Linked DNA regions of Capra hircus: region 1 is linked to region 2. A link is a contact called in public Hi-C data. All regions are on one chromosome and are shown on one strand. Each heading gives the region's core, a stretch centred on a gene start, on an enhancer-like site or on the middle of the called end of the contact. The rest is flanking DNA. Distances are from core to core; before and after follow the strand shown.

Region 1 (4,133 bases), core at 871-3,370, 290 kb before region 2:
GAAAATGCATTTTGTTACATGATTAGAGCAAATACCCAATATTTAATTTTCTTCAGTAAAATCAGGGGCCAATCCTCTTTCAGTTCATTAAAAATAAAATCCTACTGGAAGACACACTTCTCATCTGTCCCACTTTGAAATTCTCACTCAAATCTGTGTCTATGAGAAATTCAGAATTCTTGTAGAGTTAATATTCCTTAAGTCTGTTCAGACCAACATTCAATAATTTACATGAAGAATATTAAAGCTTGGTCAAGACTATAACATTTTCAGATAATTTGCTTGACATTTAAAACTTCTGGATTTAAATATGGAATTGAATTCATTTGTGTTTTTTTTTGTTTGTTTGTTTGATAATTGTCTAGTATGTAAGTTCTGTGTTTTTTGGGTTTTTTTTTTTTTGGATAACTATCTGTCTCTCTTCACTAGTATATAAGTTCTATTCTAAAATCTTACCTGGTACATAGCAGGAACTTAATAAGTCACTGTTGAGTGAACGGTGAATGAACCAGTAAGCTTTTTGCCACACTTTTTGCCATCTGGGCTAGAAAATAAGATCTGTACTAGGGTGAGCTTCTTTCATCTAAATACACAGAATATTACATGCAGTTTTTCTTTTCATTAAATTATTTTAAACTCTTCCCTGTTTTTGATTCCTCAAGTTTATCTAGAGCTGTTCATGTGTATGAACTGTGTACATTTTACCTTGTATGCAGATTTAAACACATTTCAGTGACAATATCCATGTACTATCGACAAATGACTTAGACATGTTTGGTCCTAAGAGACATACCTGAAGAACAGATGGCTGCTTTCACGGTAGTCTTGGTTTGCCAGTATAGGTAATTTAAGGGGCTGTTTAGATCTCACATTCTGTGTGGAATATTTGTCTAATTTTGGTAATAATGCAAAGAACTTATGGTTGCGGTCTTTCCAATAGTTAATGACATCATTTCTTCCATATGACAAATCCAGTTTTAGTTTTTGTGAAAATATGAGAGAACTACTCTCGCATATGTAGCTTCCTAGGTGGCATAGAATCTGCCTGTCAGTGTAGGAGATGTAAGACATGTGGGTTTGATACCTGGGTCAGGACGATTCTCTGGAGTAGGAAATGGCAACGCACTCTGGTATTCTTGTCAAGAAAATTCCATGGACAGAGGGACCTACAGTCCATGGGGTCACAAAGAGTCAGACATGACTGAGAGAATGAGCACACACTCTCACATACAACATGATTTTCCTTAATGCGCTTTTATATGTTAATAACGTTTTACGTTGTTTTTTGTTTTTTTTTTAAACTGGAAATGGAACCATTAACCAGAAGTTCAAAAGTGTTTATAAGTGATTTTTGTTCTCTTCTGAAAGAGGGACTTGATTGACCTTTTGACCACGTTGCTAGAGGAAAAACTACCTGAAAGGAAAAAATTACCTGCAGACATTTTGGTGAACTCAGCACTGGGGGGAATTTCATTTGTCTGCTGGCCTTAACGGCACTTTGATGAAGATTAACAAGGAGGAATGGAATTGCTAGTTAAAACACACTTCCATAGACTTTTCAAGTAGGAAAGCCCAGCCTAAGTGGCAGGAGACAGGATGCACCTATCCAGACATCATCTTTTGGAAGCACATCCGGGAGACCTCTGCTTGACACAGTCTCTGCCACCTTATACTAACAACACTCCAACTATACCTTGCTCTTTGACCCGAATTAATTTTCCCTAGAAAGTTCTTATTTTTTATTTTTTTATTTTTTTTTTTTTTACCATTCTTTACCTCAGACTTTTGGTAAATTTTGAGGTAAAAACCTTGCCGACTCATTCATTCTTCATCAAACAACTACTTATTAAGGACCAACCATGTACCAGGGAAATTCTAGGTTCTCACAGAGTTCATGTACTCATGGAAGAAGATGGTTATCAAATAAGCAAATAAGATCATTTCAGTTAGCAGTGACAGCTCTGCACAGAATGGAACAGGAAGATGTCATGGAGAACGTGAGTGGGAGATCTTGAGAGAAAACGGGTTGGGGGAGTGCCATCTGAGCTGAGACGCGAGCAGGACGCGGCAGCCCCGTGGAGACGCGGGGACACGGTGTGCCAGGCAGGCAGAAGGCCGAGGGGAGCGGGCACACACAGCCCGGGCGGGGGAGCCTGACACACGCCGGGAGGGAAAGCAGGCTTACGTGACGGATCCCCGTGAGCAGGCGGGAGGAGGGTGGCAAACTGAGGTCAGAGAAGTGGCGAGCGGGATTGCAGAATTCTGATTTTAGGTTAAAATGAGAAGCTGGTGAAAGATTTTCGTCAAAGGAGGGACATAATCTGGTCTGTGTCTTCACAGATGGAGCGGCATGCTGTGTGACAAATGGATCTATGTTAGCTTTGTGATTTGGACTGATATCAACTCACCTAGGAGTTCTCCTCGGGTGAGTGAAAGGGCTGTTATTTTTATTTTCTGTTTTTGGCAAATCCGGATTAGCTTCTCTTTCTCCTTATCTTTAGACGTGACCTCCAGAAACAGCAGGGCCTTCTGGGTGATAACCTTTCCCATCCCCAGAGGACATGAGCATCACGACCTAGTAGAGGAGAGAAGCAGTCCGCTGCCTCATGATTTCCTAGCAAACACATCTGTTTGTCTGACCTGGGAAAGCCATGCTGCAGCTCTGCCAAGACCCAGGCACTTTTGACAGGTCAGCTATACTCAATTAATCAGAGTGACTGCAGTTTTCTCTGAAAGTAGGAACCAGTTCTATCAGGTTACTGCCCTCATGACAGAGGCCTGTAACAGAGGCCTAAGACATGGCCAACTGCACGGCTTTCCATAGTGTGAGGCTTCAGAATGCCGACTGAAGGATAAACTACTTGAAGTCTGAACTGCTCTAGGCCCTCAATGGATGGGGCGAAACTGTGCCCCCGGACTTCTGTGTCAACTTTATTAACAGTGACAACAACAGTCACCACTTCCTAAGCACTGAGTTTTCACCAAGCATTCATCCAACTCAGGTGTTGGCAAACTTTTGTAAAGGACCAGACAGAAAATGTTTTCAGTCTGTGGGCCAGATGGTCTTGTTGCAAGCAGAGCTCAATTCTGCTGTTGCAGTGAGAAGGCAGCCAGAGGTAACAGGGAAGGAACGGGAACGGCTGTGTTCCAGCGACACTGAATTTTCCCAAACAGGGGTGGGGCTGGATGAGGTCCACAGGACACAGCTTGATGGCCCCTGATCTAAATGACTTACTTGTATTAACTTACTTGATCTTCAAAGCACTCCAATCATACCCTTTAATTTACAGGTGAACTGTGGCGCAGAGAGGTCATATGGATGGGATGGCACAGCTCATACCCTACAGCTGAAGTTCACACCCACACTGCATGACCCACACAGCACAGAGTCACTTCAAGTGTGGCATGGCCAGGACTTGCCCTGGGCTTAGCTATCTATAGACTCCATCAACAAGTTTTACAGGTTATCTGGATTCTTTATAAGATGCCTACCTCACAGGACTGTCAGAGAACAAAGTGTCAGGGAATATAATGAGGCAAACAGCATGATGCTTGGATCAGCACAGTGCTTTGCAGAACCTGTCAAGTCACTGCACACTGGGTCCTTTACGTGATATTTGAGGGGTACCTGTGGTCTCTGGGCTATTGGGGGCACTTGTGCCTGGGTATGCGTGAACATCTGGGCAGTTCATGGAAGAACTATAATATTAGCAGCCACATGGAACAACAGACTGGTTCAAAATTGGGAAAGGAGCACGTCAAGGCTGTATCTTGTCACCCTGCTTATTTAACTTATATGCAGAGTACATCATGCAAAATGCTGGGCTGGATGAAGCACAAGCTAGAATCAAGATTGCAAGGAGAATTACCAATAACCTAAGATATGCAGATGACACCACCCTTATGGAAGAAAGTGAAGAAGAACTAAAGAGCCTCTTAATGAAAGTGAAAGCCTCTTGATGAGAGTGAAAAAGTTGGCTTAAAGCTCAACATTCAGAAAACTAAGATCCTGGCATCCGGTCCCATCACTTCATGGCAAATAGATGGGGAAACAGTGGAAATAGTGGCAGACTTTATTTGGGGGGGCTCCAAAATCACTGAAGATGGTGACTGCAGCCATGAAATTAAAAGAT
Region 2 (4,624 bases), core at 106-2,605:
CTTTGACTATTTCATTATTCTCAGGAAAAGAGGAAGCAAAACTCCTTCCTTAGGACTGCCCCAAACCTCAGTCTGTAGCATAAACAAAACTTAAATGACAGAAGATGGAACCTGCTGGGGTGAGGCTATGGTGTCCACAAGGTTATTATTTTTCTTTATGCTTCTGCATGCTAAATCGCTTTAGTCGTATCCAACTCTTCGCAGCCCGCCAGGCTCCTGTGTCCATGGGATTCTCCAGACAAGAATACTGGAGTGGACTGCCATTCCATCCTCCAGGGGATCTTTCAGACCAAGGGACTGAACTGGCCTGTTGCCTAGTTCCCATGTGCCCTCGTGCCCCCAGCAGAAGCCTTCTGTGGTTGGAGGAGGGTCAGGGCAACACCCAGGGGGTCCTATCCCACCACAACCTCTCTTCCTGCAGAAACTTCCGAGGACGTTCCTTGGGGTGGTTACAGCCAGCCCTCTCTGCCCTGGCCCTAACTCAAAACTGAAACATCAGTGTGAATTTCTCATTCATACAAAGCTTACTTTCCTCACGTAAGCCTTGACACAGTTAATTGTATGTGTCAGCTGGGCAAACCTACAGTGCCTAGTTGTTTGGTCAAACATCAGTCCAGATGTCGCCCTGCAGGTATTTTTAGATGAGACTGCATTTAAAGCAGTAAACTTTAACTGTAAAAACACCGAGTCACTGTGCTGTCTAGCTGAATCTAAGACTGTAAATCAACTGTATCTTAAATTTAAAAAGTAAATGAATAAGGCAGTAAACTCTGAGTAAAGCAGATTACTCTCCTTAGTGTGGGTGAGACTTAGCCAATAAATGAAGACCTTAAGAACAATATTGAGGCTTCCCCAAGGAATTCTGCCTTGGGAAGGCAACAGAGAAATTCCACCTGAATTTCCAGCCTTCAGATGCAAGACTGCAAAGTCAACTCCATCTGAGTTCCCAGCCCTGCCAGTCACAAGAGCCAATTTCTTAAAGTGAACCTCCCACCCTTCCTCCCTCTCTCCCTGTGAAACCTACTGGTCCTGTTTCACTGAAAAACCCAACTATAACCCTCCATAAAACTTTGCTGCCCTCAGAATTAAGAGTTACTGTTTGCTATTTAAAAACATTTTGCCAACTTCGAAAGAGAGACTCCCAAACAACAGGAAGTGAAACAATGACCAGTAATAATTTGATAATAAAATACATATTGATCCACAATTTTCAACCTGTCCTTGTGTTTACCACTGAAAATGCTTATGTTTAAATCACTGCCTCTGAAATTTAATACATTTAACGAACATTTAGGCCTCTAGTACTTGGCTCCTTCAGCCCTGGAGAAACTTTAAGAGTTGTTTCTCCTATCTGAATAGCACCATCTTGTGGCAAATACGTACAAAATTAGTTTCTTCGCTTAATTAACAGGCTTTGTCATTACTAATAACTGTAAATGTTGTTGAAAACCTACTCTGCACCAAGCCCTGATGTGTTTTAGGGATGTGGAGCCAGTGTGCGGAGACAGGACTCACTGCACCGGTGCTCCCGTCAGGAAACAGCTGCTACCGGAGCACTCAGGATGGACACTGCAGCAGGGAGCACTCGCATCAGGACGGCTGAGAAGGGACAGTTTCAGGCAGTGGGAGCAGCACTTGCAAAGACACTTGAGGCACCAGAGGGCACAGCGTGTTAGGATCGCTTTGCACTTGGTGTTCAGAAGCCTCAAGTCCATATGCAGGGATGGGAGGGGGACAGGATAGTGTTAGACATCAGGATAGACAGACAGCAGGAGTAGAGAGAGTAAGGAACCTAGAATATTCGGCTCAGGATTTTGAACTTGTTCCTGTGGGCAGGCAGAGAGCCCCTGGCAGGTGTTAAGTAGGGGAGTGACATGATCTGATTTGTTTTAGATAGGTTAAGATAGTTGGAGTAAGGAGATGAAGCCTGAGGGCTGTGAGGCTGTGGACAGGAAGAGTAATCAGGTGAGAGGCTGCTGCAATAACCTGGGTGAGAAAGCAGAGCCCTCAACCAAGTGACAGCGGAGGCAAAAATGTGCAGGGGAGAGGAAAGCTTAGCTTAGAGGGACAGGAGAAGCCGGACAGCTACAAATGGAGACGGCATCATTAGGAGGAGGGAAACTTGGGATGCCTGGAAAGAGAGGGAACCGGCTGGCATAGAGAAAGAGGATGAAGAAGTGTGTGGGGACTTCTTAGGGCTGAGCCGTCTCTTGGTCACTGGGCAGCCTGTCTCTCTCCTACTCCCCCTTTCCCTGTGAGGATGGGAGCCACCAAATTCTTCAGGGCGCTAGGTCTCAGGGTAATGTCTGTGATGAACACTGCAGATGACGTGGTAACCTATAGGACTCTGGGATTTAGCATCTTGGGAGAAAGTGAGCACACTTGGTTTTCAGGAGGCATGGCTGCATTATATCAGAAGAGAGCGCGCTGCTCTTCTGGTCCTTGTCTGGAGGTTTAGGAATGGAAAGAAGGGAAGGTATGGATGTAAGGGGCATTCTGTAGCAGGTACACCAGATGGGCTCAACCAAATTTATGCCAACTTCCTTTTAGTGAACCTTCCTGTACTACAAGTACTAAAAGCTGTATTTCCCAGACTTCCTTAAAGCTAGGGTACTACTGGGTGTAACTTATGTTCTGCCAACATGTCTGAGTTAAATATGAAGGGAGGCAGAGCATGAAGCAATACTTTGCAGAGCTGCTGTGATTCAGGAGCTGGCAGCATGCAGAGCTGCAGGAGGGTTCACGGTTTTGGCAAACGTCCCTGCTCCACTAGACTAGTTCTGCTGGTGATGTTCTGAGGTGTTCCCAGAAACTCAACCTGGAGCCTAGCTCTTCAACTCGCCCAATGATAGTGTACATTTTGTAATATCCGCCACTACATACCTTTCTGCTTAAACCAGCTTGAATAGATTCTGTTTTCTGCAACTAAACTGTAATTGATACAGCATCCAAATCCAGGCCAGGGAGCTACAGCAAGTCAGCAGCAAAACTCAGCACTGCCGTCTGTTTTTGTGTGTTTCACTGGAAGACAGCCACACCAGTCATTCATGTACTGTCTACAGCAAATTTCACGCTAAAGAGGCAGAGGTGAGCAATTCCAGCGGGAGCCGGATGGCCCAGATGGCCCAGGATATTTATTGCCAGGACATGACAGAACAGACCTGTGCTGGTTAAGATGAGGAACATGCAGACTTTTCCATCAGATCCACACCCTGAAAATACTTTAAAGTCCCCACTAGGGTGATCAATATGTTCAGGAATAGGATGGGTAGAATTTGAATCCACCTGATCTTTACTGCAATAACATTTACTGAAGGTCAGGTCAGTTCAGTTCAGTTGTTCAGTCGTGTCAAACTCTTTGAGACCCCATGAACTGCACCACACTAGGCCTCCCCATCCATCACCAACTCCCGGAGCTTACGCAAACTCAGGTCCATTGAGTTGCTGATGCCATCCAATCATCTCATCCTCTGTTATGCCCTTCTCCTTCTGCCTTCAATCTTTTCTGGCATCAGGGTCTTTTCCAATGAGTCAGCTCTTCGCATCAGGTGGCCAAAGTACTGGAGTTTCAGCTTCAGCATCAGTCCTTCCAATGAATATTCAGGACTGATTTCCTTTAGGATGGACTGTTTGGATCTCCTTGTAGTCCAAGGGACTCTCAAGAGTTTTCTCCAACACCACAGTTCAAAAGCGTCATTTCTTTGGCGCTCAGCTTTCAACTCTCACATCCATACATGACTACTGGGAAAACCATAGCTTAAAATTGTGTGGCTGCTGAGTGGAGAATGAATCAGCCTGACCAGGAGTGGCCATGGAAGGCCAGTTAGGAAGGAGCAGTGTGGTGGGCTCGGGGAGAGATGCTGATCTAGAATGAAAATGCAGTAAGGGGGGCAGCGGAACATTTTGAGATGTGTTTTGCAGGTTGACTTGGTGACAGCTTAGAAGTCAAAGTGTAGGAGTGGAGGGAACAGTGTCAGTGATTGCTGAGGTGACTGGGCAGATCGATGGTGCCGTTTTCCATGGTGGAGAAGTCTGGGGAAATAAGGTAGAAGCTACCTCCCAGACCAGCAAGGAAGGCAAGTTAAAAGTACAGTGCAGTGCATATTATAAGAGATATGAGCAGGATATTATTGGCAGGTGGAAGAGACATGCTTAACTCAACCTGGGGATAAAACAAAATTTGTGCAGTCGCTCAGTCACATCCGACCCTTTGCGACCCCATGGACTGTAGCACGTCCGTATTCTGATTGGGTCAATAATTTATATAATAAGGCTGTTAAAGAGTTGTGTTGGGCTGTCCCTCAACCTGAAAAATTGTTAATCTTATATTTGGAATTTTATGATTCATTCGTTCATTCAAAAGGTATTGTTGAATGCTGACTGTTACAAGGCTCTGGCGATACAGGGACAAGAAAGAACTGGTGTTACCCCAGTAGAGTTTACAGGCTGATGGGAAAGATGAGAACCTAAGCAGATACTCACACCATAGTAATTAACTGTCATGTGATGAGTGCCGTGAAGGGAAGATGCAGGGTGCCAGACTCCTGAAGATGCCTAACCTTTCTAATGCCAGAGCTGGAACCTAAAGTGGAAAATACAGGCCCTGGTTTACTTTGACTCTTGT

The links. Hi-C and Micro-C count contacts between places; a contact is called where the count stands out from the background.
Region 1: a contact with region 2 is called in a Hi-C map of blood, with 2.5 times the contacts expected there. The contact joins two enhancer-like sites. A contact is called at or near these places in 4 of 5 Hi-C or Micro-C datasets (blood and liver).

Annotation. Positions count from the first base shown.
Region 1 is chr10:97,062,823-97,066,955 of ARS1.2, reverse strand. No RefSeq gene overlaps it. Among named protein-coding and RNA genes, the nearest start is that of CCDC112, 18 kb to the left of the region's middle. Within about 2 kb of position 2,120, at least 1 of the 5 cell types and tissues checked has an H3K27ac peak or open chromatin away from gene starts, as enhancers often do.
Region 2 is chr10:96,772,717-96,777,340 of ARS1.2, reverse strand. The region is part of intron 1 of TICAM2 (TIR domain-containing adapter molecule 2); the gene reads right to left. Among named protein-coding and RNA genes, the nearest start is that of TICAM2, 5.7 kb to the right of the region's middle. Within about 2 kb of position 1,355, at least 2 of the 5 cell types and tissues checked have an H3K27ac peak or open chromatin away from gene starts, as enhancers often do.